Regions from separate parts of the Sus scrofa genome. Here region 2 is linked to region 1. Evidence: chromatin contacts called from public Hi-C data. All regions are on one chromosome and are shown on one strand. The core of a region is the stretch at or near the end of the contact, and the rest is flanking DNA. Distances in the headings are between cores, read along the strand shown. Region 1 overlaps ARHGAP26 (rho GTPase-activating protein 26). Region 2 overlaps LOC110259527 (a long non-coding RNA gene).

Region 1 (5,458 bases), core at 2,153-4,652:
CTCATTGCTTCATCATGGGGACTTTTAAAGAAAGTTTTCCATCGCTCTTGTTTCCTCTGCTCACAAAATGTCCATCCAAGTTGATGCGTATTGAGTGGCCTGCTCACTTGCAGTTACTAAACCTCTTTGCATGTAATTCTGCAGGGCAAGAACCAGGCCTTCATGTTTGTTCAGGAGTAAGTCACAGGGAAGAGCCATCAGATATATTTTTATTGGTTTCGCTTTCGAAAGACCTCCCTGAGACAGTAAATGCTGTACCGGGAGCCATGGGGTGGGCGAGCCCGAGGACGCATTGCCAGGTGAGAATTAGAAAAGCAGTAGTGGCCACCTGACATTGTTCCCTGGAGGAAGTCGCCTGGGCTGTGGTGATGAGAGGCATGTTTCTAATGCGAGAAGGAGGAACCAATGCACAGCTCCCAAGCTCTGGCCCTTTGAGTTAAGGCGCATCCTTATCTGCTCCAAGCTCTTCAGATTGGTTTTATCCCCACAGGCTTAAGACTCAAACAGTTCATTCTTTTTTTTTTTCTTTTTTCCTTCATTATGGTTTATTATAGGGTACTGAATATAGTTCCCTGTGCTACATAGTAAGTCCTTGTTGTGTCTCTATGTTATACATAATAGTTTGCATCTGCTAATCCCAAACTCCCATTTTATCCCTCCCCCACCCCCTTTCCCCTTTGGTAACCATAATTCTGTTCTCTATGTCTGTGAGTCTGTTTCTGTTTTATAAATAAGTTCCTTTGGATCGTATTTTAAATTCTACATGTAAGTGACAGCATATGGTGTGTTTCTTTCTCTGACTTGCTTCACTTAGTATGATAACCTTGAGGTCCATCTATGTGGCTGCAAATGGCATTGTTTCATTCTTTTTCCTGGCTGAGTAATATTCCATTGTATTTGCATACCATATCCTTATCTATTCCTCTGTTGATGGAAATTTAGGTCACTTCCATATTTTGGCTATTGTAGATAGTGCTGCTGTGAACCCTGAGGTGCGTGTATCTTTTCAAATGATGGTATTCAGTGATAGTATGTCCAGGAGTGGGATTGCTGGATCATACGGCAACTCTCTTTTTAGTTTTTTAAGGAATCTTCATACTGTTTTCCATGGTGGTTGTACCAGTTTACATTCCCACCATTAATGTAGGAGGGTTCCCTTTTCTCCACACGTCTCCAAAATTTATTGTTTAGAGACTTTTTGGTGATGTCCATTCTGACTGGTGAGAGGCTATACCTCATTTTAGTTTTGATTTGCATTTCTCTAATACTTAGCGATACTGAGCATCTTTTAATGTGCCTGTTGGCCATCTGTATGTTTTCTTTGGAGAAATAGCTATTTAGGTCTTCTGCCCAAGACCTAAAGAGACATTTTTATTGGTTTTTTTAAATATTAAGCTGGATGAGCTATTTTGTATATTTTGAAAATTAAGCCCTCCTCAGTTGCAACTGGGAGTTGGAAATATTTTCTCCGGTCTGTAGGTTGTCCTTCTGTTTTGTTTATGGTTTTCTTTGCTATGCAAAAGCGTCTAAGTTTGATTAGGTCCCATTTGTTTATTTTTGTTTTTATTCCTATTGCCTTGGGAGACTGACCTAAGAAAACACAGGCAGGATTTATGTCAGAAAATGTTTTGCCTCTGTTCTCCTCTAGGAGTTTCATGGTGTCATGTCTTGTATCGCCAACAGTTCATTCTTGAAAGCTTTTCTCCCTGTGGCCTGTGGCCCACCATGGAAGAGAGGGAGGGTCTCTTTGATCCAAACATTTGTGTTCATTATTGGTTGGTGTTACACAGGCCAAGGGTGTCTTACTAGTTACTTGTCGAGGGTGTTACTAAAAATCCCTACGTTTGGCCTGTGTGATGGATTGCTGAGTGTTCGAATGGGGCGCTCTGCTCACAGATCTGTCTGCCACACAGTCCTTGGCAACACTGCCACTTCTCCCCGTCTGCGCTCCTAGCTTTGGGAAGGATGGTTTGGGGCGTCCTAAAGTGTCTCAGGCTGGTTGTGGTTTATAAGTTACTGCGGTCCTTGTATTAACTGGGAGTTTGTAGAATTACTGTTGTGTTTAAGTTGGGTGGAAATTCTGTTCTTACATAATGGTTGTACCATTGCCATTTTAATTACCGCGTAGCTGCTTTTGAGTTCTCTGTTCATCGCCAAGGTTTTTGTCCTTTGGGAGGCGGGACTGGGTAGGGACGGGGTGTGAAGTCGTGGCTGAGTACAGACTCTCGTCTAGAAGGCTCTGCCTCTTTGCTGGCTTTGTAACCTCTAGAAAGTTATCGAACCTGCAGGCAGTGGTAGTACCCAGCTGCTTTAGGATGAAAGGAGATAATTCATGTAGATGCTGAGTATGAAGCCTGGCACATCATCAGTGGTGGAAAAGTGATTGTGCTGAGTGGTAACTTGTATATTTAACTGCTGTTTAAAAAACAATCGAGAACCATGGCTCTGCAGTTGACTTCAGGCTGTCTCCTTTCCTTTAGGCCCTTAATTAGTTTCCATTGGTTAAATTACAGTGCTAATGAGGCTCGTGTCTCTGGATCCCTCAAAGCGCACACCCACCTTTAGCCATTTATCTTGTAGGGGATGGGATTGAGGACAAGGAGGAGGGGGAGGGCCGGATGGTGATCAAAGGCCATCCTTACGGAATGCTCTCTGGGCCATGCGTGAAATCTGTAGTCTGTGCTCTGTGTCAGATGTTTTATAGCTGTTATTTAATTTTCCCAACAACCCTAAGAGGCAGGGGCTATTAATATCCCCATTCCACAGGTGGTAAGACTGAGGTTTAGAGATGTGAAGTGGTTGGAATGTGTAACCAATAACTGGCAGATCTGGACTTTGAATGCAAGCAGCAGATAAACACAGACCTGTCAGCCCTGACAGCTGAAAAGAGCAGGTCCTCGTGATGGTGAATCTGTTGTGTCACACGGAGAGGAGGGGACAAAATGACAGCTGATGGTGTAAGCCAGCTCGGGCAGTTCTGTTTTGTGTCTCTGCACACGGGCACGTCAGCGACAGTCAGCTGGGAAGGGTTTAGATAGTCCAGGCTGCTTGGAAGAGGCCTCTGGGGAGTTACAGAGCTTAGGTGTGACTTCAAGTGCAGTTGAAATCGGAGCCACAGCTTTCAGTCAACTTGCCTGTGAACCTGTTTCTTTCTCCGCCACCTTCATTTTGTGCAGATTTTGATCCGAAGGGTGACATAACCACGTGCTCACACAGCCGTGTGTGTCGGAGGGAAGAGCAAGATTGCGTCGTCTAATTAGTGCTTTATTTATGCCTTTAATTTCTGAGTTTAAAGACATTTCCTGCCTGTGCTTTCTTGGTAAGGCCTGGTGGATGGTGATGAAGGCCACCCGCAGAAAAATGCCGGGGACACAGATGACTCCGTTCTCTCCTCATTCTCTCGGGACGTGGAAATTGAATTGGCTCAGCAGTGAACAGAATTGATGGCAGAATCACATCTCAGCGCAGAGCCTATGAAGGCTTCCCTCGCCCTCCTTTGATTGAATTAAATTGTACTCCCATCGTAGCTTCTGGGTGAGGACTCTTGGCATTGCGGTGCCCTGCGGTTTGTATCGGAGACCCACGTTCCTGCCCTGGGGTTTCTCTTGAGGATCCAGCCCTCTGGCTTCAAGAACATGAAGTGTCATGTCTGTGTTGGGTGCCAGCTAGCCGCACGGGTTGGTGGTGAATCCTTGAGGCTGGCAGGAAAAGGCCCTTCCCAGTTTCCTTTTCTCTCTGACTCGCGGCGCCTTCTTTCTTGCCGTGACTCATGTTCCCGAGCTGCCCGCGCCGTCTCGTCACCTTTATCAGCATCGTGTCTTCTGTGTCATGTGGCTAGTGCTTGAGAGCCGGGGTCTGGAGGCAGACTAGAGGAGTTTCTGCCGGATTCTGCCCGATTCCAGCTGCCTACCCTCGGCCAGGGACCCACCCTCTCTAATGCCTTCGTTTTCTCATCTGCACGATGGGAAGAGTTAGGTCAGAGTGAGGACTGAGCAGGATAAGGCATGTAGAGTTCTCAGCATGGCGTCTGACACATGATGAGGCGTCTGTCCTCATTGTTTATATTAATTTATTACTCCTGTTGTAATTATTTCATCATCTCAGATGGACTCTGATAAAATAAAATCAACGTGCGATTTGTGTTCTCAAGAAGCATATGCTGTAGAACAAATACTCGTTAGCATGGGTGTTTCATAAATCCTCAAGTACAGTATTCAGCAGAAACTGCTCCATCGCTGCATTGAAGCACTGTGTAGGAGTTCCCGTTGTGGCTCGGTGGGTTAAGAGCCTGACTGGTATCCAAGAAGATGTGGGTTTGATCCTTGGCCTCGAAGTGCATTTAGGAGCCAGCGTTGACACAAGCTGTGGCATAGATCGCAGATGCAACTCGGATCTCGTGTGACCGTGGCATCGGCTGGCAGCTGCAGGTCTAATTCAAGCCCTCTCTGGGAAGTTCCATGTGCTGCAGGTGCGGCCCTAAAAAGGAACAGAAAAAAGGTTCTGTGTAAAGGCCGGGGGCCGTGAGACTTTCACGAGGCCGGGTCTTCCAGGGCTCTGGCTTAGCAGGATGGATGGACTTGCACTTAAGTTGGGTTGTTGAGATGGTGTGTTGATGGATTCAGTCTTCCTAGGAGCCATCATTGAGTGACTCGTGTCCCACTGAATGGACCCTGGAGAGTTGGGTTTTATCCTTTCAAGATGAAGGCTCTTGAGAGGGGAACTTGAAGGCAGCCCAACCTGAGATGATTCTCTTTATCAGTCCTGAGACAGAAGCCACACCAAAGAGACCTTTTATTTCAGGAAATTGCCTTTGTCTCTGAACCTGACACTAGTGGGCACCTGTGAGACCTTGAGAGGGTTTCCCCAGAACGGACGGACCATTTCGCATGCCCTGTGTTGCTGCCAGAATGAAAGGTATTTACATCTTGGTAGTTGGGTGCATTTGCTGCTGCCTGGAAAAGTAAAAGACAACGGGAACATCCTGTAGTGGCCAAATAGATTGGTACCCCGCCTTCCAGCTCTGTGTCCTCAGACAACCATAGAACCTCTCTGGGCCTCAGGTTCCACTTTTGTAAAATGAGAGAAACACTCGTACCTGACGATACGGTGACTAAAACGATGTGATGATGTTGTGTGTGGTTTGCTAAGTGCTGAGTAAGCGAAGCTGTTCCCACTTAGTGCTGTTCCTGCGCCCCCCCCCCCGGCCGCCGTGATGGGGGGCCGCTCCCAGCCCTGGCGCCTTCCTTGTTGGGCCGTGTAGTCACACAGTCCTGGCAACGCATGGTTTGTTAGCTTCATTTCAAACTCATTCTCTTTGGCTCATTTACCCAAACCAGGCAGAGATTAATGGCCTGGCCTCGGGGGATCAGGTGGCACATGTTCCGGAGCCTTTGGCTCATTGATCATGCCTCTGCCATCTGGGGGATGTCTGGGTGTTCCAGGCCGGGGCCTCCCGAGC
Region 2 (5,407 bases), core at 456-2,955, 930 kb after region 1:
ATGACAAAAGTAGAAGAACACGGGCATACAGGGCTGCGAGTTGGACTGGGGCCAGACACCAAGGATCTCGAAGGTCAGGCTGAGGCGTATGGACTTTATCAGGCAGGTGACAGACATTGCTAAGAGACCAAGCATCTGAGTGATATGATCCATATTGCCCTATGAAGATAATGAAGCATAAAATGACTCAGGCAGGGGAGAGAAGGTGATCAGGAAGACTAACCAGGAGGCTGTTGCAGTGTATGTGGGATTACATGCTTTGGGGTAAAAACATGTATAGTCAGTGGTTGGAAAATGCCTACTAAGGGGATGAAGCACCTTTATGCCTACAAATATAAACGTCCCAGAGTGGGTATGTTCTAAGACGATTATCTGATACTCTACAAAGAAGATTACTGTGCTATTTAATTTGAAAGCTGAAGGATTATAACTTATTTTCTCTATGCTGGACCTACAGTGGAATCCTGCCCCTTTTCAGCAGCTTCAGAATCACAGTGAATGCATCCCTGGTCCTTTAGGCTGTCACTGTGAGAGCTTTGACTTTACAGGGCTCAGTGTTTCCTCTAAGGTTTAATACCCTTGTTATCAATTAGTGTCACATGTGTCCATGCTATTTATTCCTTTTTTTTTTTTATCTTTTCTAGGGCTGCACCCATGGCATATGGATGTTCTCAGGCAAGGGGTCGAATCAGAGCTACAGCTGCCAGCCTGCACCACAGCCACAGCAACACTGGATCTGAGCTGCCTCTGCGACCTACACCACAGATCAAGGCAACACCGGATCCTTAACCCACTGAGCGAGGCCAGGGATTGAACCCACAACCTCATAGTTCCTAGTTAGATTCGTTAACCACTGAGCCATGATAGGGACTCCTCCATGCTATTTATTCTAATTGGAGTTTGTCTCCGACATAAATCAATATTCAGAATGTCCCTTGTACTGCTTGAACCACAAACTGAAATTAACAGGTTGCTGGAGATTATTTTTATTTACAAGATGCTGAAGCTGAGTTTCTTTTAAGGAAAAGGTGGTAGAAAATTCACAGGTTAGGAAGGCTTTTGATCTGCAATTTACTCTATCATCTAGTTCTCTTTATGTTAAATGACTGAAGAACATTGAATGTGTTTTCCTGGAAAAAAAATAAACAGAGAAGAAAGAAATAAAGGAAGAAAAATTATATTTGTTTGAAAAGGAAGAGAAGGAAAACAAGAATGAGGACTGGTGCTTTTAGAACTCTCAGATTTATTATTTTCCCATTATTGGCTTTGTATAGGCTAATTTCAAACAGCTATCTTCCTGCCTATAGTCCAAGGATGGTGCATTTGTAACATAGCAACATATTTTTAGAAATGGACAGCCCTCCCAGTATAGGGAGAGACCAAATGTGCCCTTATCGAAGATCATTGTTTCAGTGACTGATGAGAATGACTGCAAAGACTGACGGCTTTGGAAACAGAATTCTGGACGCTATTTAGGTCATGGTTAATAAACCGTTTCAAGCTTAAGAATTTTGAGTGAGCATATTAGTAGGAAATAATATGTGCAACATTTATTGAAGGACCTTATATAAAAGAAATCTCAAAACTTTTTCTGCTTTAAAAATAATTTCTTTCTAGGTAGAAGATTTTATTTTGCATTAATGCTGACATTCTGTTCACTTTACTGACAGATGAGATCAAACCAGGGGCTAGGCACATCTTGTCCCCAAATGTGCTCAATTTAGGCAATAATTTAGTGAATATTCAGCTTTTGTATAAAACAGACCTAATTCCATAGAGCAGTTAAGATAAATTCACATTTCAAGGCTGTTCTTTGTCCCTTAGGAACACACAAATGCACTACACTACCGTCATTCTTCTGAATGAAGCTAAACTCTCTGTAGTCTATCTATATAGATAATTAGTAGGCAGTCTTACTGGAGTGGCCTTAGCAACAAGCCTGCCCATCATCTCTCTCTCCTTAGCCCTGACAGGCCCTTGGTCACTAAGGCCTATCTATTTGACGTCTGTGGCAGACAATACTGATTATCTACCTACAAGGTGTTTCTGGTCTTCCTTTTTTCTTGCTGAGAAAATTGCATCTTTGTTCAGGAACTGATCAGACATGTGCATCTGGAAAGACTGGGTGAATTTTAATTAGTCTAAGCCAGTCATGGCCTCCCCAGTCCCCTTGCAAGTGGCTGGTTCTTGAGTGAGTGTGTGATGTAACTGCAGCCGATCAAATGAAGAGACAACTGTGAATAAGAAATAGGTGGAATTAAATAGTTCCTTCTCCCCACTCCTGCCCGGGGATTGTCCTCGCATGTAGCACCCTCTGCCATTTCCCTAAATCCCAGACTTCACGTACTATGCCCGTGTCCAAGTCTCATGCCCCAGTATTTTCTCTGAATGAACTGTTACTTTCATGGGACGGCTCACAGTTTCCTCAATATACCATGCGGCATACCCACAGCACCTTTACAAACCTGTTTTTCTTCTCTCCTGAAATGGCAGTCACTCCTTCAGCCTGGCAAACAACCGTGCATCCTGACCCACATCCATTCGCTCCCTATTAGAGCTGCTTGTCACGTCCGTCCTCTCCCTGTTAGAGCTGCTCGCCACTTCCATTGTGCCGCTTGTACACCGTGTGCCCATGATTGCAGTGGTCACAGTGCACTGCAATAACTTACTGATGTATTGCTCTTCTTATCTATGACCTCTCAAGAAACAGCTATTAAGGCTTGTCACTGCATCCCTAGCACCCAGCCTAGATCTTGGCCAGATACTCAATAGATGAATTTGGAAGGAAGGAAGAGAAAAGGAGAGGACCCATTGTAGGAAAGCTACAGTGCTATAACTTTAAATGATTTGGGCCCCTGAATACACTCTGTGGTTTGTTTTCCGTGGTTATGGAATAACAACGGGGGGGGTAGCGGCAGCATCAACATCAGCAGTGATACCTTCTCAGCCTTTTACAAACACAATGCTAAACATTTTATGTAATTTACTTTATTTAAATGTCATGACAACACAGTGAAGATATTATATATTATCATACCTATATTGTAGACAAAGAAGCTTTGTCTCAAAAACATTCCTATTTCAATGTGATGGCGGAGTCAGGATTCAAACTCAGGTCATACTCCAGAACTTTAACCAACTATTTATGAATATGCTGTTCTCCTATCTGTTCTAGATACATGTTGCTCACACCAAACAGAAGGAAAATCTGAGCCTGGGGCTTTTGGCTAGTGGTCTCTATGTCATTGCCTCCATCAAAGCACCCTTAAAGAGAACAGGGATTTTTGAAGGACCAGGTACACTGAAATAGTTTTCTAAACAGGCAATTTCTTCCAGCTCTCAACATGAAATTCCCTTTCTAATCTGATAGCTCACCAGCGTCAGCTTTGTTAATAAGCCCATGCATGTCTCATATCCAAGCTATCTACCTTTCAGGTAACTAAGACTACAGGTACAGGTGATTCTAAGACTAAACAAAAGGAACCTCATGCTAGACTGACTAACTACTACTCACTGTGAGTTTTCCTTAAAAACGAGTCCAGCAGTTCTGAAACACTCCCCTCAAAAGACCCATCAGAAAGAATCCAACATCCTTAGTGAAGGTTGGGCTATTATCCCTATACTAGCACTTCTCCAATGCCCTCAGGCTTTTAATGAAACTTCTACTAGAACCTAACTGCAGTCTGGGACAGAGCTAAAGTTTTGAGTACCCCACAATAAACACGGAGTCCTCCTCAGAAACTCTAAGGACTATTTAGTCATCAGTTCTGAGGCGAGTTGTCACCACAGGCAGGCACTGCAGAGAGTGAAAGCAGACACAGCCAATCCCGCAGGAACTGTAGTCTAGAGTACACTTGTATCTTGATAAAAGTGGAGGCAACATCATTTAAAAGTTGTCAGCAGTTCTCACTCATCCGATATAGAAACACTATGGAACTCACTTAGCTTTGTGGAGATCACCATACTGGAGTAATTAACCCAATGCAGTTTTACAATTCTCGTTAGAAAAAAAAAAACTCTCAAGCCATTACTGATCTGAATGCAGATGTTTCAGGCTGCGATGTTGACTCGTTTATCAAAGTAAAATGAATCTACTATAAAAATGTACACTTAAATAAAGAAATGTACCTTTCTCATAAGTATAGATTTTGATTAGTCTGTTCCCGATAGCTATTATTTATTTTCAGAAAAGTGAGGGTTAAAAAGTTAACTAGAGGAGTTCCCCATCATGGCTCAGTGGTTAGTGAATCCGACTAGGAACCATGAGGTTTGGGGTTTGATCCCTGGCCTTGCTCAGTGGGTTAAGGATCCGGCGTTGCCGTGAGCTGTGGTGTAGGTCGCAGACATGGCTCGGATCTGGCATTGCTGTGGCTCTGGCGTGGGCCAGCAGCAAAAGCTCTGATTAGACCCCTTAGCCTGGGAACCCCCATATGCCACCGGTGCGGCCCTAAAAAGACAAAAGACAAACCAAAAATTTAACTAGAAAATAAAAATATAGTGAGCACTTTCTAAGAGGAGCATGCGTAATGCTTTGGAAGTTCAGAGAAGCAAATAACTTCTAGCTGATGAGATCAGTTACAGACTAAACCACAGAGAAGCTGGGCAAGATGAGGTTTTTTTGAAAGGTAGAGAAAGATCAGGAGTAAAGTCATGTCCATATGGAAGTAGGAATGTTCAGGTAATGTTATAAGAGGTTTGGTTTGGACTGAGGTTTAGAACCCTCAAGGTGAAGAAGGTTCTTCTAGGATATATTTGGTCACTAATCATTCAACATGCCTATAAATCCTACCCATTCAACAAGTCAGCAGTGACAGAAAATAGCTGAAGTGGTTAGGAACTCAGGTTTTTGTTTAGCACTCTTTAGCTCTTTTCTGGATCAGTACTGCACACAATTTGCCCAAGGTTTATGACTTCATAATAGGTCCACACTGTTGTCACTGTTCATGAATTTCCTCCAAACTTAGTTATTCAATGCCTCTCTGACCTTAAAAATCTCCTTTATCCTCACTGTTCAAATATACATGAGTTTCTGAACACAGAGTAGTATATGTCTCACTCAATGGAAATTTGAATACTGGAACTGAGAGAGTCCAGACAAGAGCAGGTGAAAGTCAAGAACATTTTCTGTGGTTCTTGAGGAATATGCTCTTTCATAAAAAGAAACCACTCTGCTCTATTCTTCTCCACTAGCCATTTTCCACTAACCATTTTCTTTCTGTTGAAAGCATCAAAGTTTCTCCCTCTGAAGTGGGTAGTTACTGTTTTTAGGCCACTCAGAAATCCTTCCCTCTTCCTAACAATGCTTCAGTTTCCACTGGAGACGTAACTCTTCTCCATCAGATACTGTGGTGAAACAGTATGTCCACAGGCCTGTCACCAACAAAAGAAGTCCCAAGAAGTCCCTGGA

Evidence for each region. A called contact is a pair of places that touch in the nucleus more often than the background predicts.
Region 2: a Hi-C map of skeletal muscle shows a contact between it and region 1, with 7 times the contacts expected there. The contact joins two enhancer-like sites. A contact is called at or near these places in 6 of 47 Hi-C or Micro-C datasets (embryonic fibroblasts, epiblast stem cells, fetal heart ventricle and 3 more).

What each region holds. Positions count from the first base shown.
Region 1 is chr2:144,559,784-144,565,241 of Sscrofa11.1, forward strand. All of the region lies in intron 11 of ARHGAP26 (rho GTPase-activating protein 26), which reads left to right. Among named protein-coding and RNA genes, the nearest start is that of ARHGAP26, 260 kb to the left of the region's middle. Within about 2 kb of position 3,403, at least 3 of the 83 cell types and tissues checked have an H3K27ac peak or open chromatin away from gene starts, as enhancers often do.
Region 2 is chr2:145,488,891-145,494,297 of Sscrofa11.1, forward strand. The region is part of intron 2 of LOC110259527 (a long non-coding RNA gene); the gene reads right to left. Among named protein-coding and RNA genes, the nearest start is that of YIPF5, 180 kb to the right of the region's middle. Within about 2 kb of position 1,706, at least 1 of the 83 cell types and tissues checked has an H3K27ac peak or open chromatin away from gene starts, as enhancers often do.